Linked DNA regions of Mus musculus: all the other regions are linked to region 1. The links are chromatin contacts, called in public Hi-C and HiChIP or PLAC-seq maps. All regions are on one chromosome and are shown on one strand. The core of a region is the stretch at or near the end of the contact, and the rest is flanking DNA. Distances in the headings are between cores, read along the strand shown. Region 1 holds the start of Tmem200a (transmembrane protein 200A). Region 2 overlaps Gm29571 (predicted gene 29571). Region 3 has its middle 61 kb from the start of 4930401C15Rik. Region 4 overlaps Gm29571 (predicted gene 29571).

The links. Hi-C and Micro-C count contacts between places; a contact is called where the count stands out from the background. HiChIP or PLAC-seq counts read pairs in DNA pulled down with a chosen protein or histone mark.
Region 2: a contact with region 1 is called in a Hi-C map of uterus, with 4 times the contacts expected there. The contact joins the enhancer-like site here to the promoter of Tmem200a in region 1. A contact is called at or near these places in 14 of 39 promoter capture datasets (the 3T3-L1 cell line, 3T3-L1-derived adipocytes, cancer-associated fibroblasts and 8 more), 1 of 15 datasets of contacts at CTCF or cohesin (the NIH/3T3 cell line), 2 of 484 Hi-C or Micro-C datasets (both in uterus), 12 of 115 datasets of contacts at active chromatin or transcription factors (VIP interneurons, craniofacial prominence, embryonic basal ganglia and 6 more) and 3 of 9 other capture datasets (adipose tissue, embryonic stem cells and pancreatic islet).
Region 3: an H3K4me3 HiChIP or PLAC-seq map of embryonic forebrain shows a contact between it and region 1, with 6 times the contacts expected there. The contact joins the enhancer-like site here to the promoter of Tmem200a in region 1. A contact is called at or near these places in 11 of 39 promoter capture datasets (the 3T3-L1 cell line, 3T3-L1-derived adipocytes, cancer-associated fibroblasts and 5 more), 1 of 15 datasets of contacts at CTCF or cohesin (the NIH/3T3 cell line), 4 of 484 Hi-C or Micro-C datasets (cerebral cortex, embryonic stem cells, myocytes and 1 more), 9 of 115 datasets of contacts at active chromatin or transcription factors (embryonic forebrain, embryonic hindbrain, embryonic midbrain and 5 more) and 4 of 9 other capture datasets (adipose tissue, embryonic stem cells, liver and 1 more).
Region 4: a contact with region 1 is called in an H3K27ac HiChIP or PLAC-seq map of embryonic stem cells, with 4 times the contacts expected there. The contact joins the enhancer-like site here to the promoter of Tmem200a in region 1. A contact is called at or near these places in 7 of 39 promoter capture datasets (the 3T3-L1 cell line, 3T3-L1-derived adipocytes, cranial neural crest and 3 more), 4 of 115 datasets of contacts at active chromatin or transcription factors (embryonic limb bud, embryonic stem cells, neural tube and 1 more) and 1 of 9 other capture datasets (pancreatic islet).

Annotation. Positions count from the first base shown.
Region 1 is chr10:26,077,621-26,080,320 of GRCm38.p6, reverse strand. Tmem200a (transmembrane protein 200A) reads left to right here and starts at 1,358. Exons shown (of 3, transcript NM_001358814.1): 1 at 1,358-1,485; 2 at 2,002-2,183. It overlaps Gm9767 (predicted gene 9767), which reads right to left and starts at 2,066. Exons shown (of 1, transcript NR_028030.2): 1 at 874-2,066.
Region 2 is chr10:25,642,436-25,645,135 of GRCm38.p6, reverse strand. All of the region lies in intron 3 of Gm29571 (predicted gene 29571), which reads right to left. Among named protein-coding and RNA genes, the nearest start is that of Gm36908, 22 kb to the right of the region's middle. Within about 2 kb of position 1,340, at least 23 of the 459 cell types and tissues checked have an H3K27ac peak or open chromatin away from gene starts, as enhancers often do. A contact at or near this core is called in VIP interneurons, second pharyngeal arch cranial neural crest and uterus, where this site is marked.
Region 3 is chr10:25,775,447-25,778,190 of GRCm38.p6, reverse strand. No RefSeq gene overlaps it. Among named protein-coding and RNA genes, the nearest start is that of 4930401C15Rik, 61 kb to the left of the region's middle. Within about 2 kb of position 1,295, at least 2 of the 459 cell types and tissues checked have an H3K27ac peak or open chromatin away from gene starts, as enhancers often do. A contact at or near this core is called in embryonic forebrain, where this site is marked.
Region 4 is chr10:25,587,683-25,590,407 of GRCm38.p6, reverse strand. All of the region lies in intron 3 of Gm29571 (predicted gene 29571), which reads right to left. Among named protein-coding and RNA genes, the nearest start is that of Gm36908, 33 kb to the left of the region's middle. Within about 2 kb of position 1,432, at least 7 of the 459 cell types and tissues checked have an H3K27ac peak or open chromatin away from gene starts, as enhancers often do. A contact at or near this core is called in embryonic stem cells, where this site is marked.

The DNA.
Region 1 (2,700 bases), core at 109-2,608:
CTTCTTCCTTCTTCTTTGACTGAATAACTGGAATATAAGTTCAGATTGGTAATTGTGATCAGTGGTGATAAGAATGAGTCTAGATCTTTTCCCGAAGTCTTTCCTCATCAGCCTCTCTTTGAAGACTGCCTGGACATGTGATGCCTGTGATGTCTGGATTGCCATTTTAAATGTTTCCCTGTACATTGTAGACACTGTGCTACATTAAAAGAGCAGGATGGGAGGAACCTATTACCCACCCCTTTACAAGTCAGGAAGGCTTGCTAGGAAGTGTGTTCTCTTGGGAGCTTTGAGGAGAAAGGAAGAGTCAGGGCATTCTTGTACAACGAGTAGAACCTTACTAGGCTCACACGATTAATAAGGTTCCTTGACAAATGTGCTAGAAAACCTCAGAGAACTGATCAAATGGCTTTGGGCCAAGAGAACTAGCCACATGAAGGTGGAAGGAAAAGAAAACCACAGATGGCTTACAAGGTGACTCATTTCTCCTACCCCATCCCATCTACTTTCTTTCTTTTTTTCTTTTTTTTTTTTTTTTAAGCATTTGGTCCTGAAATTTCAGAAAAAGTATTTAACCTCCATACTGAAGCAAGATTTTTTTTTTAAAACCACTATTGCCCGTTTTTACAGTCTTTCTCCATTGCCAGTGTCATCTTAATGACCTGTCTGGCCTCTACGGGTTGCCTTATTTTCTTGAGTCTAGATTTTTTCCCCACAGAATCCAGTAGCTGACACATTGAAATAGATACACACCAGAGCAGAATATTTGCCTCTTGCCTATGAGTTAAAAAAAAAATCCAAGAAACTCATGGATTTACAAAACCATAGCTCAGCTACGGTTGCTGTACACTGCACACTCCAACGCAGTAATTTGAATACGAAACTTTATTTACTGACTTGATCTTCAGCCAGAGTGGGCGCTTTGGTCCCTTGCAGAATTGCACGTGACTATTATTTCAATTATTTCATTCTATGGACAGGACATGTTTTTTTTTTTCTCACTGATAATTTTTGGTAACTTGAAGCCTTCATTGGATTTGATATCTGGAGCTTAGCCTCAGACTCATCATCTTAGGATACAATTAGCCCCTGCCCCTCACAACCCCATGCCCAGAACCCTTCCCAACCAGTCTGCTCTACTGGAACTAACTTCCCAGCAGCTTAAACCCTCTGAGGGCTAGGAGTGCAGTATCTCTTGGGGGTCCAGGTCTGACTTTGTTAGCACAGCACTCGTGCAGCCGCCAGGGGGACCCCGACCCTCCCAGGCTGCATCTGATAAGAAAGCATCCGAGGGGCGTGGAACCGAGGGGCCTATGGATCCTTCTTCCAGAAAATACAGAGTCCGCCGGGGATCCCCAGTTCTTATTGAGACAGGAGGGGCAGGTATCTCCCGTTCTGGAACTCGCGTCCGACGGTGATGAGAAGCGAGTGGGTGTGTCCGCTTCCGCCCGCTGGCCTTCAGATGAAGCAGATCGCCTGGAAGCGGTACTTTGTTCCCCAAATGGGTTTTGTATGGGCGCCATCCCGGCGCTAGAAGTACAACTTTGCAGCCAGGGCGCCGGGTAGCTGGGTTGGGGTCCGGGGGGAAGGGTGGGTCCTGCACGCAGCTCTTGCACAGCTTGGCGACTGGGCCGGCGGAGTTCCCACGGGTCGTGGGCGGCGGTGCGATTAGCACCGTCTGGGTCCCCGGCTGCTGGCGACGCTCCGGGAAGCCCGTCCCGCCCTCGCCCCCGATCCTCCTCTTGGCGGCTTCGGGGGCTAGAATTCATCAGGAACCAAGCCCAAAACTTTCCCTCGAGCCCCGCATTCCTTTTGTCTTTCTTGGCGGCGGCGGAGACGCCTTAGCTGCGATCTTTTGCCCTGGCCTCGGTCACCGGTACCCTAGAAGGATAGGGGCTGCGCTCGTCCGATGGCGGCGGCCGCGTCCCCCAGATGCGCGAGTCAGGGCGCCCGCACCCCGGCCTGACTCATCTTCCTTTGGTGACCGCACCGCGTCCTCAGCCGGAGCCCCACGGGGATGGGGAGTGAGACCGTGGCTGCCCGCAGCTGCCCAGATTCCTCCTGACGCCCCCGACCCCGCCGCCTCCCTCGCTGGTCCCCGGAGGCGCACGCTGTCGCGACAGCTGTGAGAGCGAAGAGCCCGGAGAGGCCACCGGAGCCCCGAGACCAGGCGCTCAGGACAGGTGAGTGGACCACCAGGGTGCTGCGGGGCGTGCAGAGGTGGGTGGGCGAGCCCTGCAGCTGTACCCCGGGTTTCTGAAACCCCTTCTCCTCCCCTCCGCTTTAGCCCGCAGAGTTAGGGGAAACAATGACTCCCAAAGTTTGGGGGAATGAACCAAGTCCTCCATCAGTTCCAGACTTCTTGGTCTCCAGAGTACAGGAGAGGTGGTGCGGGGCAGCCTGTGAGCAGCCGGCTTCTGAGAGCGCCTGGCTTCGCGTCTTGGAGCTACACCCTCCTTTGTCTAAGGTTCCAGAGTCAGCAATCTTTGTGAGGGTCTACGGCGTTAATTTATGGTAGACAAAAGTGTGAACAGGGTTCCCTAGATCAGTATTTCAGTGTGATCCTACCTGCATAAGCAAAACGAAGAGGGGTAATTGTCTATAGGCTTCAGCACGACTCTCCTCCCCACAGACTGCCTAAGAAAGGACTCGTAAGATTTGCTTCACTAATTGTTTTGCAATAATTGCGTGTTCACGCCA
Region 2 (2,700 bases), core at 91-2,590, 440 kb after region 1:
CTGGACTGAGCACAGAGTCCCCAATGGAGGAACTAGAGAAAGAACCCAAGGTGCTGAAGGGGTTTGAAGCCCCATAGGAGGAACAACAATATAAACCAAGCAGTACTCCCAGAGCTCCCACGGACTAAACCACCAACAAAGAGTACACATGGAGAACCCATAGTTCCATCTGAGTATGTAGCAGAGGATGGCCTTGCCAGATATCAATGGGAGGAGAGGTCCTGTGAAGGCTCAGTGCCCCAGTGTAGGTGAATGCAAGGGCCAGGAAGCAGGAGTGGGTGGGTTGGTGAGCAGGGGGAGGGGAGATGGGATAAGTTATTTTCAGAGGGGAAACCAAGAAAGGGAGGTGAGGGGAGGGGAGGGGTAGGGAGGGGAGGGGAGGGAAAAGAAAAGAAAAGAAAAGAAAAGAAAAGAAAAGAAAAGAAAAGAAAAGAGAAAAGAGAAACGCAGGAAGTGTCTGTCACTGAGCCTGCTGTCAAGTTTGTCCTGAGTAGGAGAGTGTCCCCATGTTGGAGCTCCAGCGTCAGGAGAGAGTTGAGCCAGGGACCCAGGATCAAGACAAAGCTGCCTACTGACTCTCTTCACAACTGCATATTGCTTCTTGTTATTTCAGGAATCAAGCTGCTTCAAATAATAGTAATAGTAACAGTAACATTAAGAAGACAGATCTTTTCTAAGTCCCTAAGAACCTGACTCCCACATTCCTAAAATTAAGCTTGTAGGACTCAGTAGGGGAAGGAAACACACAGAGCCCATGTCTACCAATGTTTCTCTCCTGTTTTCTACATCCCTGTTTTACTTACAAATTTTCTCTTCCATATTGAAATTCTAATTTTAAACTAAAAGCCTACTCATGTTTATCCTGGCTTTCTATCATATAACCTCAAACTTGAACATTTTGCTGTGGTAGGGATAACCAGATGAGGGTCTTGAAGTCTTCTCTACTCCTCCATGATGTGGTATTTCAATTCCATAGAAGACACACAATGTCTCTCCCACTTGGGTTTGCATCTGGGGTCACGCAAACTGGGCTAAGAAAAGTTAATAAGAGAAAAGTGTATACATTTTATTTGACATTTTTATGTGATACAGAGGCCTCCCTAGAAAAGAAATAGAACAGATAGGCCCAAGAGCTTGTATATGCTTCTGACTGAGAGTGATAAATTACAGAGGCCGAAGGAAAGGGCAAGACTCTTGAGATTTGCAAGGACTGAGACCTGTGGGAAGGTAAATACATGAGAAAACTCACAACTGAGCAAGGCTAACTTAGCAAAGTTCGTTTGTGCCAGGTTGTCTTGGTGCCAATTTTCTGTCATCTTCATGCTGTGTAACTTTCCCCTGGGGAAGGGATTTAAAATGAACCTTATTACTCAGAGTTTCTGCTTTTAGTCAGATATGAATGGCTTTTCTACATCTGTTGAATCTCAATTTTTTTTTCTGCTCAAAATAATTCTTATGCCAAAGTGGCATACTTTGGAGCAGCAGATCCTGACTCACTTCCATTACAATGACATGTAAACAAGACAGAGCATTAAAACCTTTCCGATTTAAGTGCCTGGCCCAGGCTCACTGTCATATCCCAGATCCCCTTCAAAGAGTATTCTTGCAAAGATAATATTTTTGCTTTTGTTATTTTAAGGTCTCTGGGGAGATGACTGCAGAGGCAGCTTTGAAATGTCACCTTTACTAATAAAATATAAACCAGAGAATAGGCAAACAGTCCTTGGCCTAACTTTGTAAGGGTCTGAGTCTGGCTTACATGGCCACAGGCTTATGGTATATAAGTCTTTCTGCTGAAGTATGGGATGCTCATTGATTTTCTTTACCATATTAGTATCACTTTTCTTCCTCTCATGATCCTTAATGAAACTATAATTCTAAATATTTTAGGGTATTTCTGGTACAGAAATAAAAATCACTGTAGATATCATAAATAAGCTTTGGAAATGATCATCCATGCCTTAGTTCTCCTAGACCAACCTTGTCTTCGTCTTTTAATACAAAGGGCCTGTTACTAAAATCCCTTGGAAGAACCAATATCTACCTTCTTCCTAAATCTCAAAGACAAACAGAGGCATGATTGCATCTGCAGGAACCAATGAACTGATTTGGCCTCCTTACAGAGCCCTGGGAAGGAACTGGTTAGAGGACTGAAGATGTTCCTTCATCCAACAGGCTGCGTGTATTTGGACAGCTTCACCCAGCAGCAACAAGTCTCTCACTGTGGCAGCACAGAGGGAGTCCCCTTCTCCTAACAGGTGATAGGGATGCTGGATACCCAGGCCCTGGGATCCTCTCTACTTATTCATCCATGACGTAGTATAAATAGTCAACAAGCTGAAAAGATCCTTTTGCAAGCGTGAACAACTAAACTCCCCAAGATGGGGTTAGCTTGGCTCAGAGAATAGTTACTCACAACAGGGCCACTTATAAATCCTCAGTAATTTCTGGTCTGAGTTCAACGTTACATTTTCAAAACAAAGCAATATATCTTTTGTTTAAAAAAATGCTTATTATGATTTTCATCCCAAGGTTATGGCAAGCTGATGTCAGCGTATGTGTCTTTCCATATTCTGGTACCACTAGCTTTTCTTGGGCTATTTTAATACCCCCAAGTTAAATGGGAACTGCACGTTTCTATGGCAACGGAGACCATTGTAGCTGCTTATCCCAGTGTGTTCCCTGTAAATCACATTTTTA
Region 3 (2,744 bases), core at 46-2,545, 300 kb after region 1:
TACAGGTTCAGCACATTGTTATAGGAACGAAAAGGACGACTCACAAAACATAATGAAAACATCCTTGAATGCTGTGCGGCACCCAGCTTTAGTCCATATTCACCAAGAAAGTCTTCACAGCCATTAGTTTTCCTGAGCAAATGAATCTGCTGGGAAGGGGATGAGCTGACCAGCTACCAAGAACATCACACTGTCCTTTGCATTTGTACTGTTGTGAGTTAATAACTTCCTTGGCACACTTGGCAGTGTGTCAGGCATGCTGCTTAATTATAAGATATCCAGTGACAATCCAACCCTGACTTTTGACCCCAAGTAGCTCACAGCCTCCTGAGGAAAATGAAAGTAAAGGTTGGTGTGATGAGTGCAGACCTCGTAGGAATGATAGACAGGGACAGCAACAAATTCCTGCCCTTCCTGAGTAGCAAAAAGGACTTTGCCTGAGTGAAGGCTCCACAGTTAAGAGGCAATTGATGGTGATTTAGAGAGAGAATAGTGGGCTGAAGAAAGACACCAAGCTAAAGAACGTTAGTTAATTCTGTTTTTTTTAACAAATACTAGATGAGTGCCTACTACGTGTGCTGAGGACAAGAAAGTAGTAGGGTAGATGGGGAGAGGCATGGCAGGGGTGGGGGTGAGGTGGGGAGGGGCATGGCAGAGGTGGGGGGTGAGGTGGGGAGAGGCATGGCAGGGGTGGGGGGTGAGGTGGGGAGGGGCATGGCAGGGGTGGGGGGTGAGATGGGGAGGGGCATGGCAGGGATGAGGGATGCCAAAGCAATGGTGCTGGAAGAACCAACGCCATTAGCCAAAGAGGAGGATGAACGTCATATTTAGTTGAGCATACACCTGTGCTGCTCTAGCATGATGTATAGAGATAGACGTATAGAAATATAGATGACATAGAGCTAGATCCAGCTTTTGAGATGACTTCTCCCTGGAATGTGAGACTTAAGTACACTGTAGCAGGGCATTGAATTCACATGACCCCAGATGGAATCAGATACAACAATTTTTTTAAAACCTTTTTGCATCAGGTCTAATCTTTCAGAGAATGAGCACAAAAAGGCAGAGATCCTCCCCTGACCCCCACCCTGACACACTTAACAATAGTACGCGTCAGAGGTATCGATCTGAATAAGGCTTCTTGGAGAAGAATGAAATCTCCTGGTACCTCCCCATGTAATACCTGCATGGCTGCTATTAGACTAAAGGCTGTGGCAGAAGCATGGGCAGTAATTAAGCATCGGCATTTGCATAAAGATAATGGGAGCTGAATAGGAAAGAAGCAAATCAGATGCACACCGATACATTCTTCACAGAAAGGGAGAGGAGCGCACAAAGACAGCAGCAGAAGAAATAAAAGCAGTAATCCGCACGTCTGTGTGTTTAAACACTGTATTTAGAAGCATCTTATCATCATGAACCACATCACCTGCCAGCTGCTCTCAACAGGGGATGGCGCCCACTCGGTCCCCTGAGAGTTAATAAGCGCTGTCTTTCGCTCCTAGCTGGCTCTGCATTTCCAAGTTGTAATGTTGTTCTAAGCTACATGTGGTGGCACATACCTGAAATCTCATCATTGAAGAGCCTGAGGCAGGAGGGTTGTGACTTTGAAGCCATCCTGGACTACATCATGAAACCCTTCATAATTTTTTTTTAATTAAAAGAAAGAAAAGAAAAGCATATGATGTTGAGAAAAGTGTGGGGAGGAAACTGGCACTCAAATCATAGAAGTGTGTGGGGCCTTGTGTGTAAAAAACAGTACTTTTCAGGGCAACATAAATTGTGTTGATCTAAATCAAGGAAGAAATTTCCTAAATCAAAGAATGCCCAGGTTTCCCAGTCATGAACTTCAAGAGCTGGCCATGTGACAGGGGAGTGACAGTTGGGAGACAAACATGCAGAGTGGTGCTTGTGGCCACACAGGGTCTAGTCCTGATAATCCATGTGTTGGCTTTACTATTGCAGTGACAAACATCAAAAGAAACTTGAGGATTAACGGGTTTGCTTAACACATGCCAGGTCAACTCCATCACTAAAGGAAGTCGGGGCAGGTGTACAGGTGTAAAGGAAGCTACAGGTACTGTCAAGCTCTCATGGCTCATTTGGCTTCTTCCATTTTTATGCAACCACAGACTATCTGCTATGAAGTAACACTATCCACAGTGGGCTGAGCTCTCCATATCAATCGCTAATCCAGAAAATGCCCCTGCAAACTTGCCTGCAGTCCAATCTGATGGAGGCATTTTCTAAAATGAGGTGTACTCTTTCTCAGTGACTTTAGCTTATGTCAAGTTGACAAAAACCCAACCTGCATACCATGCCAGACCATTGACAAGAGAACCAGGTTCTCAACACAGCTTGCTAAGGCTGACTGCTGCTTCAGAGTGGGACCAATTTGATTAATTCCTGCTATTCTTTCCCATGAAGTACACTTGCATGAATAGGTCATTTTAACCAGGTCAGGAAAAAAAAAGCAATGGTTATTTTCATAGGTTTTATTTTGTTGCTCTCTTACATATACCATCTGACATTTATTTCATAAACTCTCCCACGAATATAGAAACAGCAATGTGAAATAAGTCCTTAATGAGCTGAGCAAGTAGCAGACTTATAGATGGCCGCAAAAACTGGCTCCTTTAATCATCTACAGTAAAAATGAACCATAGCAGATGCATGGCTAAACTGCAGTTTTCGGACTAGTTGGCAGGTTGTCGCCATGTGACTGAGTACTCACCAATGGGTGA
Region 4 (2,725 bases), core at 183-2,682, 490 kb after region 1:
GTTGCTAGGTCTCAGGCAGCCTGTATATCCAGAAGGGAGCTCAAGCTGGACTATAGAAGGATTTCTGGCCATTTCATAAAAAGCAGCATTCTTCGGGAATCTGTGAACTGTGTTTTCCTCCCCAAAAGGAGTCATTTTCCTTGCCTCTGGCAGAAGGGGCATAGGTCTCTGTATTGACATATACCTGTGGTGCCCGTCAGCATAGGAAAGCCCATACTGGCTTCCAGGCTCCTTCAGTCTCTATTTACAAGTGCCTGTTATACTTTTCAAAGCCCTCCCCCAATAGCCTCCTGGCCCCTCTCACTTCACATCCCAGCTCTCTTGACACTGCACTCAGCCCCCCCTTACTGTACGCTAATCCAGTGGTTCTCAATCTTCCTAACACTGTGACCCTCATGTTGTAGTGACCCCAACCATAAAATTATTTTTGTTGCTACTTCACAGCTGCAACTTTGGTACCATTACAGAATATAATGTAAATAATCTGTGTTTTCCGATGGTCTTAAGCTGCCCCTGTGGAAGTCTTTAGAGCCCAAGGGGGTCGTGACCCACAGGTTGAGAACCAGTGCTTTATCTCTTGCTATCTCCACCGTTCTTTCCCACTGTCTCGGATCCCTTGTCCTGTCCTGGCTTCATCGGTTACTTTTTCTCCCTGCTCTGGACTATTCTAGATGCCTCCAGATATTTTCTTTCATATTCACAATAAAAAGTACCATCTCACCCTACCCCCACCCCTGGTGGCATGATGAGGGGTTGCCTCAGCTGTCCCATGTCAAGACATCCTCCCACTCCAGGTACCAGCCATATGACAGGTCTAGTATAAAAATGAAGTTTATTTGGGGCATGGGAAGGGAGTATGGGAAAGAAAGGGGATAGAGAGGGGCAGAAAGAGAAGGAAGAGAGAAAGAAATAGCAAGCCAGGCTTGTACCTGGCAGTTGCTAGGCAACTGTTGGGCGGAGCCTAGAAGAAATGTTAAAGGGGTGGATTGGCCATTTTGGCAGCTTTCTTTATTGTCTTCTCGCATACATAGATGAATAAATACAGAATCAGAGGTTTGTTTGCAGGAACCAGCTCCTGCAATTATAGAAACTGGGATGTCCATTATTGGCTAAATGTGCCTTTAGACTTCAAATGCCTTCCTCCCAGGCAGCAGCAGATTCTGTTTTACTATGAATCACAAATTTGAGTTCTGACGCAAATACCGCCGTGTTACGTTTCCCTTTACACCGGAATAAGCCGTCAAGAACCTCTGGGTTTTAGAAGCAAAGCTATTTGTGTAGAGTGGGAGTTTCCTTGGGGGAAAATGAGCACTTGACTTATTACCAACAGCAGACATTGGAGCCAAAGGAGTCTTATTTAACAGTAAGAGAGTGTTGTTACAAAGGAAGATGACAGAAAGGCCACTGCGGTCAATCTGAACTGGAAAGCTGACGCATAAATTCCCTTCAAGGCTGAGGTTTATTATAAAGAAAGAGCCTCAAGGCCGTGATGGACCCTTCAAGGTAAACACAGAAAGTCTGCCTGCAGAAACTGCACAATATGTAAAGAGTTATCCGACCACTGGGCCTCAGGGAAGGGAGGCATCTAGGGAAAGCCAGCAGAGGAGCTCATCACGCCTGTTTGCACTATAATGAGACGGAGAAAGGGTGTGGCTTCCTGGGTAGGGAGTCCTGAAGCATCTGGGAGGACCTGGGGGAAAGGGAAAGTGTAATCACAATGTATTGTATGAAAGAAAATTCTCCTTTCAATTTTTTAAAAATTGAAAATGACAGAGAGGGAGAGGGAGACAGAGATGGAGAGACAGAGAGGACACCGACACAGATGCAGAGGGGCCTCTTCAGGGAGCAACCTTCATCTTCAGGCCAATCAGCAAGGTCTTCTCAGGAGTCTCAGACTCCCCAGAACAAAGGGAAGGTGTAACTTTCTATAACCTTTTAGGAAATGGCCAGAGGTTGCACATCATGTGATTTAACTCAGTGTGATTTGGATGACAGAAAACTTGGAGCACCAGGTACTATAAATTGAAAGTTATCACAGCATTGATTGCTGCTGCTGCTGTTTCTCTTCCCCTCTTCCTCTTCTTCCTCTCCCTTTATTCCATGCTACGTGTATGTGTGTATATTTGCACACTGTGTGCTACTGGCCTCAGGGGCCAGAAGCATAGGTTGGATCCTGGAGTTACAGGTAGCCAAATATAAATCCTCCAATGTGGGTTCTAGGAATTGAACTTGGATCCTTTGCAAGAGCAGCCCGTGTTCCTAACCAGCAAGCCATCTATCTCTCCAGCCCTACAGGCTGTTTCTTACATCTCTATCCCAGGGAGGCATGCTACAGTGAATCATCATCTGATCCCAAGCCACGGGACTCAGATCCTATTCTGACACTAACTGATCCACATCCTTCGATAGGGAATTAGTATGTACAATCAGCCTAAATGGCTTCAGAGTGAGTCCTAGGACTGAAGTGCTAAGGGTTGGTTGATATTTATCTGAACATTCAAAGACAATGTAGGTCTCTGGTGCCAACCTGGCCCCTGAATGTTAGTTCAGTCAGACTGAAGACTGCAGACAGCTGAAGGAGGGAGCTGATGCCTTCTCCCTGAAGTGGACTTGAGCTGAAGGTACAAGCCTATCTGGAGCTCCTACTATTACATCTGCTTAAGACTTGATCATGAAAGCAAATAAAACTTGAGACCTGTGATTCATGTAATGTATGTCAAATAGC